Linked DNA regions of Ovis aries: region 2 is linked to region 1. Evidence: chromatin contacts called from public Hi-C data. All regions are on one chromosome and are shown on one strand. Each heading gives the region's core, a stretch centred on a gene start, on an enhancer-like site or on the middle of the called end of the contact. The rest is flanking DNA. Distances are from core to core; before and after follow the strand shown. Region 1 overlaps HIPK2 (homeodomain interacting protein kinase 2). Region 2 overlaps LOC121819515 (putative HTLV-1-related endogenous sequence).

Evidence for each region. Hi-C and Micro-C count contacts between places; a contact is called where the count stands out from the background.
Region 2: a contact with region 1 is called in a Hi-C map of liver, with 5 times the contacts expected there. The contact joins two enhancer-like sites. A contact is called at or near these places in 8 of 16 Hi-C or Micro-C datasets (blood, liver, mesenteric adipose tissue and 4 more).

Annotation. Positions count from the first base shown.
Region 1 is chr4:104,538,562-104,544,321 of ARS-UI_Ramb_v3.0, reverse strand. It overlaps HIPK2 (homeodomain interacting protein kinase 2), which reads left to right. Exons shown (of 15, transcript XM_027968868.3): 3 at 3,737-3,860; 4 at 4,256-4,375. Among named protein-coding and RNA genes, the nearest start is that of CLEC2L, 99 kb to the right of the region's middle. Within about 2 kb of position 1,786, at least 19 of the 54 cell types and tissues checked have an H3K27ac peak or open chromatin away from gene starts, as enhancers often do. A contact at or near this core is called in liver, where this site is marked.
Region 2 is chr4:104,714,502-104,720,452 of ARS-UI_Ramb_v3.0, reverse strand. The region is part of intron 1 of LOC121819515 (putative HTLV-1-related endogenous sequence); the gene reads left to right. Among named protein-coding and RNA genes, the nearest start is that of TBXAS1, 12 kb to the left of the region's middle. Within about 2 kb of position 1,857, at least 12 of the 54 cell types and tissues checked have an H3K27ac peak or open chromatin away from gene starts, as enhancers often do. A contact at or near this core is called in liver, where this site is marked.

The DNA.
Region 1 (5,760 bases), core at 537-3,036:
AGGAGCACGCAGTGTCGTGCGAACCAAGATTGCCTGTTTCCAGACTGGGTGGAACGACCAGCCGTGTGGAAGGAACACGGCTCTCAGGCTCCAGAGCTGAGAACCTGACCAGTGGGCGCAGCGTGGCCCCTGCTGGCCTCGGCGAGCTCCACGCTTGAATGGAGCGGAGGGGCAAGTCCAGTGAGAGGAGGGAGGGAAGATGCGAGAGACGGAGCATGGGAAGATGCCAGACATGGCTCTTCAGAGACTTGGCTTTTGGACGGAGAACAGAAAACTAGGGCAGCAGCTGCAGGGGCTGAAGGGATTGGGAGAGGTTTGGTTTTGGCGTGTTTTGTTCTTGTGTTCTGTTTTATTGTTAGATGGGAGACACTAGAGCGAGAGTGTGCACTTGGATTAGGTCTGTGTGTGTGTGCGCGCGCGCGCGTGTGTGTGTGTGTGTGTGTGTGTGTGTGTGTGTGTGTGTGTATGTTTTTGTGCTCAGCTTCAGTTGTCCCCTGTGCTTTGGTGTCGCCTCCCCAGCAGCCCGTGGGGGACAGGGCTGCACCTTCTGTTTCTTTTGTCTCCCAGCTGCCCTGCCTGATGCCCGCACATTTGCTCACTAGATCACAGCAAAAGAAATCCTCTGCCGTACATATCGCGATGCCAGGAATTGCTGTCATTCCGTTTTCTGATGGACTAAACAATTTTTTTTAACATTTACTTACGATTTATCTGGCTGTGCCTGATCTTAGTTGAGGCATGAGAACTCTTAGTTGCAGCATATGGGATATTACTTCCTCAACCAGGGATCGAACCTGAGCCCCCTGTATAAGGACCTCGGTGTCTTAACCACTGGGCCACCAGGGAAGTCCCCAACTAAATGGTTTTCACAGGTCCCATTCCTGTAGCGTGAGTCTGCTGTTTCTTGCCCAAGAACATCACTGGCATGCCCTTTGCATGACAGTCTTACCTGTTGGATTCTGCTGGGCAGATCATCAGGGAACAGAATCTGGGAAATGGGTTTCCAGGGGTTCCCAGTGGTCTGCTTAAGGGCATGAAAAAGTGAAAGTGAAAGTTAGTCGCAAGAGTGTCCCACTCTTTGCGATCCCATGGCTCCTCTGTCCTTGGAATTCTCCAGGCAAGAGTGCTGGGGCATGAGGGCCAGTTAATTAACCTGATAGGAAGGACAGCCTCATGGTCAAGTCCAGAGATGGCCACATGGAACCAGAGCAGCCTGTTCCTAAGAGCCGACCTGGAGACTGGAGTGTCCAGGCTACAACGGGCAAAGGGACAGGTCACAAGAATGGGAGACAGGTGCCAAGATGCCTGATTCTGAGCCAGCAGCAGCTGCCACAAGAGGGGCTTCTCAGGACCAGAGCAGGTACCTCCCCAAGGAGAGGCCAGAGTCTCCACGTGAGAGGAGGCAGGTAGACACGTCTGACTCTCGAACAGAGAGGACAGAAAGCAAAGCAGGTTCTGCCACATGTGTGACAAGAGCATGTTATTTTCACTATCATGTTCTTTTGAGACACTCCCTTCTTTTCAAAAAGATGTGGTTTTTTTTTTTTTTTTTAAACCGAAACCACCGCGGAAGAGATGGCATTGCTGGAAGCAACCTGCGGTAGTCTCTTCAGTTCCACGTAATGATCTGTGGCTCTGGAAGCCCTGGTGTTTGGGTGCACCGCTGGACACAGTGACCTAGGCCAGGTCCAAGGTCCCATGACCCGGGACAGTCCAGCACTGATGCCTCCCCAGCCTCACCAGGGCATCTGTGCCGGAGGGCAAGAGCCATCCCCCACGTCCACGTGAACTGTCAGCAACTAGGCTGGGAGGAGACAAAGACCAAGGACAGAGCGAAGTGTCAGGCACAACACTGGAGCTGAAGACACCCAGCAGCGAGGGGGCAGGGACATCTCGCTCCCCGGCCCTCCGCAGCAGTCCCCTCCTTCCAAGCCCACGGAGACCCAACCTTGGCCTTGCCGCCCAGACCACAGTCTCAGCGCCCTAGAAGCACCAACAGTAGTGCTGCCTCTCCAGCTCCAAGGAAGGGAAGAGACTCCTTTTTACAGCTGAAAAATCAAAAGACTTGATAGCAAGACCTTTTGGTTCTTACTTGTTTTTTCAGAACCGTTATGTAGAGAAAGAAAAAAAAAAAACCCAGCAATGAGAGCCAGTTTAAAGGAGCAGGCAGGGAGATGCTTTGTGCAGGGAAAATTCAGCTCGAAGCTCCAACAAGTGGAGGTGCTCCTGGCACCCCTCCCTCCCTCCTCTCCTGCTGGCTGGGCAGAGATAACCCCGATAGAGAAAAGTCTCCCAGCTCCCAGGCTCCCTCTCCAGGCTGCTAAAAAGGTGGAGTTGCATCTTCCGGGATCACGCCATCAAGGGGACCGTTGATAGAGAAAACAGAAGTTGGGCCCGTGCATCAGCAGAATGCCTTAAGCCACGTTTAAAAAAAAAAATCATAAACTGAGTTCATATCTCATGCTCTGAGCATGGTTTTCTCCAAAATGTGAACCTAGCAATCATGACCAATTCCTAGAAAAGCAGAGCTACTCTTGTGGTCTTTGGTTTTGATTACCAAGTATATGTGAAATTTTCTCTTTGAGTTTAGGTGATTTCCTTCAGAAGTTCCAGCAGGTAACCAGGTTTATCATGTGAAGGAATATATTTTCTGAAGTTAGGAAAGGGTTTATAATGGAATTCTGATTTACACCTGAACTACAGATCATGAACCAGGTACTATAATTGTCATAGGAGAGAATTCTTTAGAAGGTAATGGAAAAAAAAAAACAAAACTAGTGTTTCCTTGGAAAAGTATGATACAAACTCCTAAAAAGGGATTGTTGGTATAAACAGATACTGGATTTAATCCCATTCTGCGGGGAGGCAACTTGTTTTATATATGACTGAAAATAGAATACCTGTACTTCAGAATTCCTTTGTAAAAACTAAGCATCCTTGGGACTTCCCTGGTGACCCAGTGGTTAAGACTTGGAGCTTCCACTGAATGTTCAGGGAGCAGGTTTGATCCCTGGTCAGGAAACTAAGTGGAGAAGGCCATGGCAACCCACTCCAGTACTCTTGCCTGGAAAATCTCATGGATGGAGGAGACTGGTAGGCTGCAGGCCATGGGGTTGCTAAGAGTTGGACACAACTGAGCGTCTTCACTTTCCCTTTTCACTTTCATGCATTGGAGAAGGAAATGACAACCCACTCCAGTGTTCTTGCCTGGAGAATCCCAGGGACGGTGGAGCCTGGTGGGCTGCCGTCTATGGGGTCGCACAGAGTCAGACACGACTGAAGTGACTTAGCAGCTTAGCAGCAGGAAACTAAGATCCTGCACGCCACTCAGCAAAATTAAAAAAAACCTGGGCATTCTCTAAAGGTTGATTTCCTGGGTTTTCAGCTACAAAAGATAATTCCTGAGTATCTCAAAGGCGTTGATTAGCTCGTCTGGCTGGAGCGTGATGGTAGTGAAGCAGTAGCTGTGGTTCCCTCTGGGTCTGCTCTACAACCTCAGACCTGCCGTGCATCTCAGCCAGTCACCTAGCTAGGCACCCTACTGATGGGAGGACCAAGCCAAAGGATACAAAGATCATTGCAACCCAGCTCAAGAACAACAGGACCTTGCGGGGGTCAGTAATGGTAGCTTGGGTTTGAAAGACTGGATTTTTTTTTTTTTTAGAATTCGTATAGAAATAGCTTCCTGCTTTTCCAAATTGCTAATGACTGTTTTTTTTCCATTCTTCCTTTTCAGGGCCCCTGAGATCATCCTGGGTTTACCATTTTGTGAGGCAATTGATATGTGGTCTTTGGGCTGCGTCATTGCAGAGCTGTTCCTGGGCTGGCCACTGTATCCAGGAGCTTCAGAGTATGATCAGGTGGGTCCAGACAGCACAGGTGTTCTCAGCCAGCTCTCTTCATTTGTCTGGATGGGCACCCCATCCATAACCTGACATGGGGTGGGGCTCTGAGGTGTGATACTGTCTCCCAAACCTTCCTTCCCTTCAATCACTTTTTTTTTTTTTTTAAATTTAGCCACAACCTTTATTGAAGCATCTTACCTGTGTTATCCCTTCAAGTACCAGTATCCAAGTTTACAATTGAGGATCGCCTGGCTTTTCTTTCTTTGTTCTTCTTCCTTTTCCCTTTTCCTTTGATTACTTCATTCTCTCCCTATAAAATTGTCATTTTTCTCTGAGACACTAGAGCTGTTAGTATACCACGTGTATGGTGACAGGAAAAGCCCTGACCTCATTCCCATCTTTCCTTGCAGATCCGGTATATTTCACAAACACAGGGTTTGCCAGCAGAATATTTATTAAGCGCGGGGACAAAGACAACTAGGTTTTTCAACCGGGACACAGACTCACCGTATCCTCTGTGGAGGCTGAAGGTAGGAAGAGCGCCTGCCTCATTCCTCACCAACACCCAGCTTACGGGGAAGAAGGTCCCCGCGAAAAGTGCCCCCATTCGCCAGGAGCCTTTAACCGAGGCACATGGGTCCTGGCTCTGACTCTGATTTGGCCATGGCGGGGTCGCGACTGTGGATAATACATGGTGGATGGATTTTTGAATGTTCAGAAAGCACCGCTTTGCTTGACCTACTGCCTTTGCACCTCAAGCTCTGATTGCTAAACTCCCTCAATTTCATCCAGTAAACCTGGACGACCTGCCTGGTTGGCTGCTGGATAGAGAAATGAAAGAAGTGAATGGTCCCCCGCCCTTAAGGAGCTCCCAGTGCAGAGGGAGACTGAACATGTGTGATAGCCCTGCCCCCTCCCCATGGCCAGCACCATTTCCGGCAGGAATAGAATGTGGGAGCCTGGAGGAGGGAGCCTTGATTCCTGCTATGGCAGAGGGTCGAGGAGGAGCGTTTAAGCCAGGCCCTGAAGGATGCAGAGAGCCTTGCAGGCAGCTACACAGTATCCGAAGGCTCCGGGAGGGGTCTGCTGGCCCCGCCGGCAGGTGGTGTAGCGCCTCACTGCACACCGTAAACTCGGGCGGCTTGACTTTAACGGAAACATATTTTGCTTTCACTTTGATCTGTGCCTAGTGATTAAAATTAATGTTGTTGGTTTTGTTTTTTTCCTGGGAAGGAGAAAATAATATACCTCTTAAGTGTGTTTTGTGTTCATTTTAGGTGTTTTTTTTTTTGCAAGAGTGTAGGTGGGTATTTTTTTAACAGAAACCACAGCCAAACTGTAATACATTTAGAGATAATGTGTGGTCAGTGATGGCAAAAGATTTAGAAAAGAGATCTGGCAGCTGAGCAGGCCTCTGAGGCTCCTGATGGGAGGCTGGCGTTTGGCAGCTGTTGAGGGTGAGCGGCTCAAGGTCAGGTCCAGTGAAAAAGAGTCCTGGCAGGAGGAGGCTGAGGCTGGCCATTACTGTGTCTTAGTTAGGAGATTCAGGCCTTCTTAGCCAGCTGTTCCCTCATCGAAGCCTGGATCTTAGCAGCTCCAGGTGTGCTGTCCTTGAGTGAGTCTTGGAGGATCAATTACCTGTGATCCATGAATAAGTCCAAAACCCCATAGTCATTGGAAACAGCAGCTTCCTAGACTGAGGCCAGTTCAGGAACTGGACGTGTGTCCCCTGGACCCAAGCAGAGGGGACTGTCGAACAGACTCCAGAGCCAGCAGTCACGTGACCTTGGCAAGCTCCTCAAGCTTTCTGCCCTTCTTTGCCCCTCTGGAAGATGAGCTGGTAATCGGCCTCCCTAAATTGGTTGTGAAGGGCATTACATGAGTTCACGTGCTTTGGAACAGTACCTGGGGACTT
Region 2 (5,951 bases), core at 608-3,107, 180 kb before region 1:
GGACCCCCCCCCCAGACCCCAGAACAGCAATATAGAAAGAAGAATTGGTTCCTGGAGGGGAGGAATGGATAGAATAAGTATTGAATGAGGAGATCTCATGGAGAAGGACATGGCAACCCCCTCCAGTACTCTTGCCTGGGAAACTCCATGGGTGGAGGAGCCTGGTAGGCTACAGTCCATGGGGTCACAAACAGTTGGACTCGACTGAGCGACTTCACTTTCTTTCTATAGTTCCTTTTGGAGAAGGAAATGGCAGCCCACTCCTGTGTTCTTACCTGGAGAATCCCATGGACGGAGGGGCCTGGTGGGCTACAGTCTCTGGGGTTGTAGAGAGTCAGACACGACTGAGCAACTAACACACACACAGACACAAGGAGATCTCAAGGGCTTGACCTGTGGAAGTCTACTTCTTGCTCACCTTGAGCAATCTGAAAGTGGGCATTTGGTAGCCAGCCTTCCAGGCAGGGACTCTGGAATGCAGGCTCTTCTGATCTTGTGACCCTACCCCACCCCCACCTACTAACCCTCAGATGCTGGATCATCTACAACCAGCTGACAGATGGGAAAAAGGAAAAAGATGGGAGGAAGGTCTTCACAGGTCAGACTCCGAAGTGGCACAGACACACCCATCTTTATTTCCTTGGACAGAATTCAGACATGGGACATACTTGCCTGTGAAAAAGGCTGAGAAACGCAGCGGACCTTGGAAGAGAAAGAAACAAGGCTGGCAGACACACAGCATTCCTGCCACAGATAGATCCCATCCGGGCATGCTCTCCACCCAACAACCCCTACGTAGGAAACAGGCTGCCAGAACAGGGTGAGAAATGGTAACTGAGGCCCCCCTAAAAGCGAAGGGCCTCCCTGGTGGCTCAGATGGTAAAGAATCTGTCTGGGATGCAGGAGATGTGAGTTCAGTCCCTGGGTTGGGAAGATCCCCTGGAGAAGAGGATGGCAACCTACTCCAGTATCCTTGCCTGGAGAATCCCATGGACAGAGGAGCCTGACAGGCTATAGTGTAGTCCATGGGGTCTCAAGAGTTGGGCACAACTTAGAGACTAACACTCACACTGAGTCAAAGCTTGTAGTCAGTTCAGGGTTCAGAGAGAAAGTGGGTCTGGCCTCCACAGTGATGGAGTGCTGACATCTGACCAAGTTTATGCAGTCCAGGAGACTGAGCCTACCACCCAAGCCCCAGCTGCTAGCTAGGTTTCTGTGCTAATTCACTGCCGGGAGCCTGCCTGCAGCTCCATGAGGCCACTGATGCCATCCCCCTACATGTGATGCTCATCTAGACCCAACTAGACAAGACTAATCTGCCCAACTCGACCCTCCCAGACTCTAGTGCTGCTTGAGTCAAGCCTCAGTTCTCCACGCCCCAGTGGACGCTGTGAATCAAAACCATTTGGTCTGCCTGAAGAAGTCAACCTTGTACCTTGAACTCTTTGTCCAGTTCCTGCCTGTACTGGTCCCAACTACACTGGTCTGTGTACTGAAGTCCCAGCCAGCCTTGTACCTGTGCCCAGCTGAGTCACGGCAAGCCCTGTGTCATCTTATATCCTCACCCTCCTCTAACAGGCCAAACTCCTTCCTGTGCATTTTCAAGACACTTGGGCTGGACTCCACCTCATCAAGGAAGTCCTCCAGGACTACCCATGATGATGAGTTCCCTGTCCTACCACAGGTCCCCAAGCTTTCTCCACTGAAGTTGCCTGACTAATTGCATGTCTACCCTGTAGATGTAAATGTTTGGGGAACAGAGACCTTTTCTGATTCAACGGTGTATTCTCAGAGGCCAGGAGAAAGCCTGTCTGTCACTCAATAGGTACTCACGGAATGTTTGTCGAATGAATGAATGCACTTCTGCCTGTGTTTCAGGTAGCAACCACCAGATGGCGATAGTGCTCTTTGGGTCATGAAGATAGGCGGTCACGTTCTTTCTGCAGGAACACTGAAATCAACTGAGATTTGCTCCCATAATCCAAGTACTTGATTAATTTTCTACAAAATATATTGCTTGTTGGAAAACAGCCACAAAACCGTTTCTCAAGCTAGACTTTCCAAGAAAGATATAACAAAAGAAAGGAAGAGGTACAGAGAAAGCACCATGGAGTGAGTCCCTTTCCACTCAAGTGAGTACCATTCTCCACTTGATCTAAGTGTGGGACTGTTTATCAAAGAGCGTCCACCTGGACTCCTAAGTACTTCAAGTTTCTGCAGCTGTACCACCGAGACACTCTCGTGGCTGCCTGTACCTGTCCCGGGTTCACTGGCTCTAATTTGACTAGCTTATCTTATCAGGGTTTACCAGTAGACCAGTTTGGCTGGATCAGAGGGTTCATGAAGAAGGCTAGGAGATAACATGGGAGCAGTCAGGGGTGGCTGGCAGGAAGAGACCTCTGGATACCAGGATGAACATGAACTTTACCCCACAGGCAAGAGTTACTGGCAGAGATTCCTGTGTTGTGCATGTATGTGAAGGCGGGCATGCACATGTGTGTGCCTGTGTGAAAGGGCAGTGGAATGGGGAGAGAGGGACAGGTATCAGATGGTGTTGAGAAGGATGGTGGTGGTGGGCGGATTCAGGAGATGCTCCATAAGTAGAACCCCTGGAGGATTTGATGACGGATTGGGAAGAAGAAAGTGAAGAGAGCCTGGGATGGAACCCCACCATGCGACTAAACCCTGACTTTGTACAACTTAGCATTAAGGCATGCCTTCCCCAGGACACTTCCACCTGCTGGATAATTTGTCTTGTCTAGCAAGTTCCCGGGTGATCAGCACCCCTCAACTCAGTTATTCCGTGCTGCCCCCCTCCACAGCAGCCCTGTGGGACACACACCAAGGTCCCCAGCCTGGATGAGAGAGACAGGGGTGGTGGTTCTAGAGAGATGAGGAAGATAGAGGGAGAGCCATTTTTGAGTGCAGGAGCATCCCCAGGTGTCTATGTCAATAGCACAGTGCTTTTCAAACAATATGGGACATCAGATACACATGGGAGGGATTTTAAAACACAGACTTCTGGGCACCCCCCACCCCACCCCCTTCAGTTTCTGATTCTGTAGGGCTGGGGCCTGAGAATCTGCATGTCTATCAAATTCCCAGGTGACTCTGATGCTGGAGGTCTGGCCTGCCCCTAGAGAACAGAGCTTCCTTCTGGCCCCTGAAAGTGAAAGTCAATCAGTCGTGTCTGACTCTGCCACCCCATGGGCTATACAATCCATGGAATTCTCCAGGCCAGAATACTGAAGGTATTCAGTAGCCTTTCCCTTCTCCAGGAGATCTTCCCAAGCCAGGGGATCGAACCTGGGTCTCCCAAATTGTAGGCAGACACTTTACTCAAACCACCAGAATCTGATCTGGCTGAAAAGACTCTCTCAGAGGGATTTCCTCCACCTACACAGTGGCTTCGAAGACAGCACCTCTGGGTACTGAATCTCTGAGGATGCTGCTGGGTTTGAGCCGCAGTGCATCAGCAATTCTTTGATTTCTGTTTATGAGTTACCCCCTATTTTGTTTCTCAAGCCCTCCTCTTTGCCTCAGGAAAGATCTCAGCTTCCCCTCTTCCCCTGACAGTTGTACTCAACTGGCCAGAATTCTCTAGTCCTCCCTAATGATCAACATGAACTATTTCAAACTAGGTTGTTTCACAATAGGCACTTGTCACTTTGCTTTTCTAGCTCTTGTTCCCAGTATCTATTTGGCATTTCCTGTAGGTGGATCCTGCCTGCTCCGGGCAGGCCAGCTCACCTGCTGAGCAGGTGTGCACCACTATCCCCCCATTCCAGTCACCACTTCCTGCCACAGCCCTGGTTTCACCCCACTCTTTGGATGACATCTGTCTTCTCTCCCAATAGGACTGTTTGAGGTTCTGCAGGAGCTGAGACAAGATGTGTGTCCTTTCTCTCAATATGGTGGCAGGAAGATGAAGGAACAGAAGGTGTGTGGGGGATAGAAGTAAATATGGGTCTGAAATTCCACATAATTATATAATCGAGAGGTATTGCCAAGGTAAATTAATAAGAAAACAGTTGGATAATGTTTACCAACAAAATCAGCTGGGGTGTGTCAGTCGCTGCTTTTGCTTTGTTGAGTGAGCCACGGATTACCCACTTACATAGGGAAAGAGGTACCCTCTTCATGGAAGTGGCCACATTATTCTGTCTGCTTGGTCAAGCTACCTGGAAGCTAGGAAAATTGCCAGAAGAAGCCTGGGAGCTGCAGGGTAAGCCCTATGCCCATGGATTGCGTCACTGAACATCTTCCCGTCTGTCTGTCTCTTTTTCATATCTGCCCTGTCCTCCAATTTGTCCTGCTCCCTACGCCACTTCCACAGCAATAGTACAGCAAGGCCAGTACAGTACAGACCAGCCAGGCTAAGGTCTGCCTCAAATTCACATTCCCTTACATAAAACACTTGGATGGCAAAACTGAGATTCAAATCATGCTCACTGTCCATATCATGCAAGCCGTCCTTCTCCCAACAAGTTTTGTAAACTGGCCAAGCCAGTTTGAATTTGAAACAGGACTTGGGCTCCAAGCTGAGGTCAGAGGAGCCAAGCCTGGTATTGTCCTTCAGCGAACACTCTGGACCACCCATGAGGTGAGAGACTTAGGGTCAGGGTCTGGGAGAGGAAGAAGGATGAGAAAGGTCCCAAGGAAGGAGCTCACCACTGGGTGACCCAGGACATCAGACCCCAGTCAAGACCACAGGAGGCGGCATCTATATGAGGACTCCAGGTCAGTGCTCTTTCAGTCCCATATTACCATCTTTGGGAAAGTTTGGAGAATCACAATCTTTGGAAAACCAGGCAGAGACTCCAGGCACCTCCTCTAGCCTTCCACCTTCAGAGCATCCCTGGAAGCTAGTCCGCGGGGTCTCTGCTTGAATTCCCCTAATTCTGGGGAGCACAGTTCAGTAAAGCTGCCCTTCTCTTGTTATACAGTGTAAGAACTTGCGTCTAATTCCCCACCTGTGCTCAGATTCCTAGGGCCTCCCTGGTGGCTCAGACAGTAAAGAATTTGCCTGCAATACAGGAGACCGGAGTTCAGTCCCTAGGTTGGGACGATCCCCTGGAGAAGGGAAAGGCTACCCACTTCAGTATTCTTGCCTGGAGAATCCCATGCGCCTGGCAGGCTACATACAGTCCATGGGGTTGCAAAGCGTCAGACACGACTGAAACAACTGAGCATGCAGTGACAAGCGCCCTCAGGTTTAGGCAGGGCCAGAGGGTGCCTGCTTGACCAAGCGGTTACACTCCAGCTCAGTCAGGTTAAGTGAACTTTGACAAAGACAAGACTAGAACCCGGGCTGCTCGCCCGCTGACCTGGCAGCACTTTCATGTGCTCCACCGAGCAGAGAGCGGTCAGAGTCCAGCTTCCTGAATCTGACGTGGACCCACCAGCCACCTCCCCAGTGAGCCTGCGTGCCAGGGTGAGGACTGAAACCCTGGGCTCCAGGGTTTCCTCTTCATGGAGAACAAGAGTGGTTGCCCAGGTGGTGGCCTGAGCAGATGGAGAAGTAAGCTGAGGGTCGGAGGGAAGCCTGCTCCTCACAGGGCTATGCAGAGAGGGGGACTCAGGCTACCTCGCCCTCTGAGGATTTGTCTGTACTGAGGGGATGATACACCCTCACATTGCAGTGTTCCATTCAGGGCAGACAAGGGGGACAGTGATGCCAGGGGAGGCACGTAAGCCACATGAATAGTCCAATAGAAATACCATCCATGGAGAAGGAAATGGCAACCCGCTCCAGTACTCTTGCCTGGAAAATCCCACGGACTGAGAAGCCTGGTAGGCTACAGTCCATGGGGTCACAAAGAGTCGGACACGACTGAGCAACTTTCCCTTCAATAAAATTGTAATCCCAGATTTCTAAAAAAAAAAAAAAAGAAATACCATCCAGGGACTTCCCTGGGGGTTCCAGTGGCTGAGACTCGGCGCTCCCCACG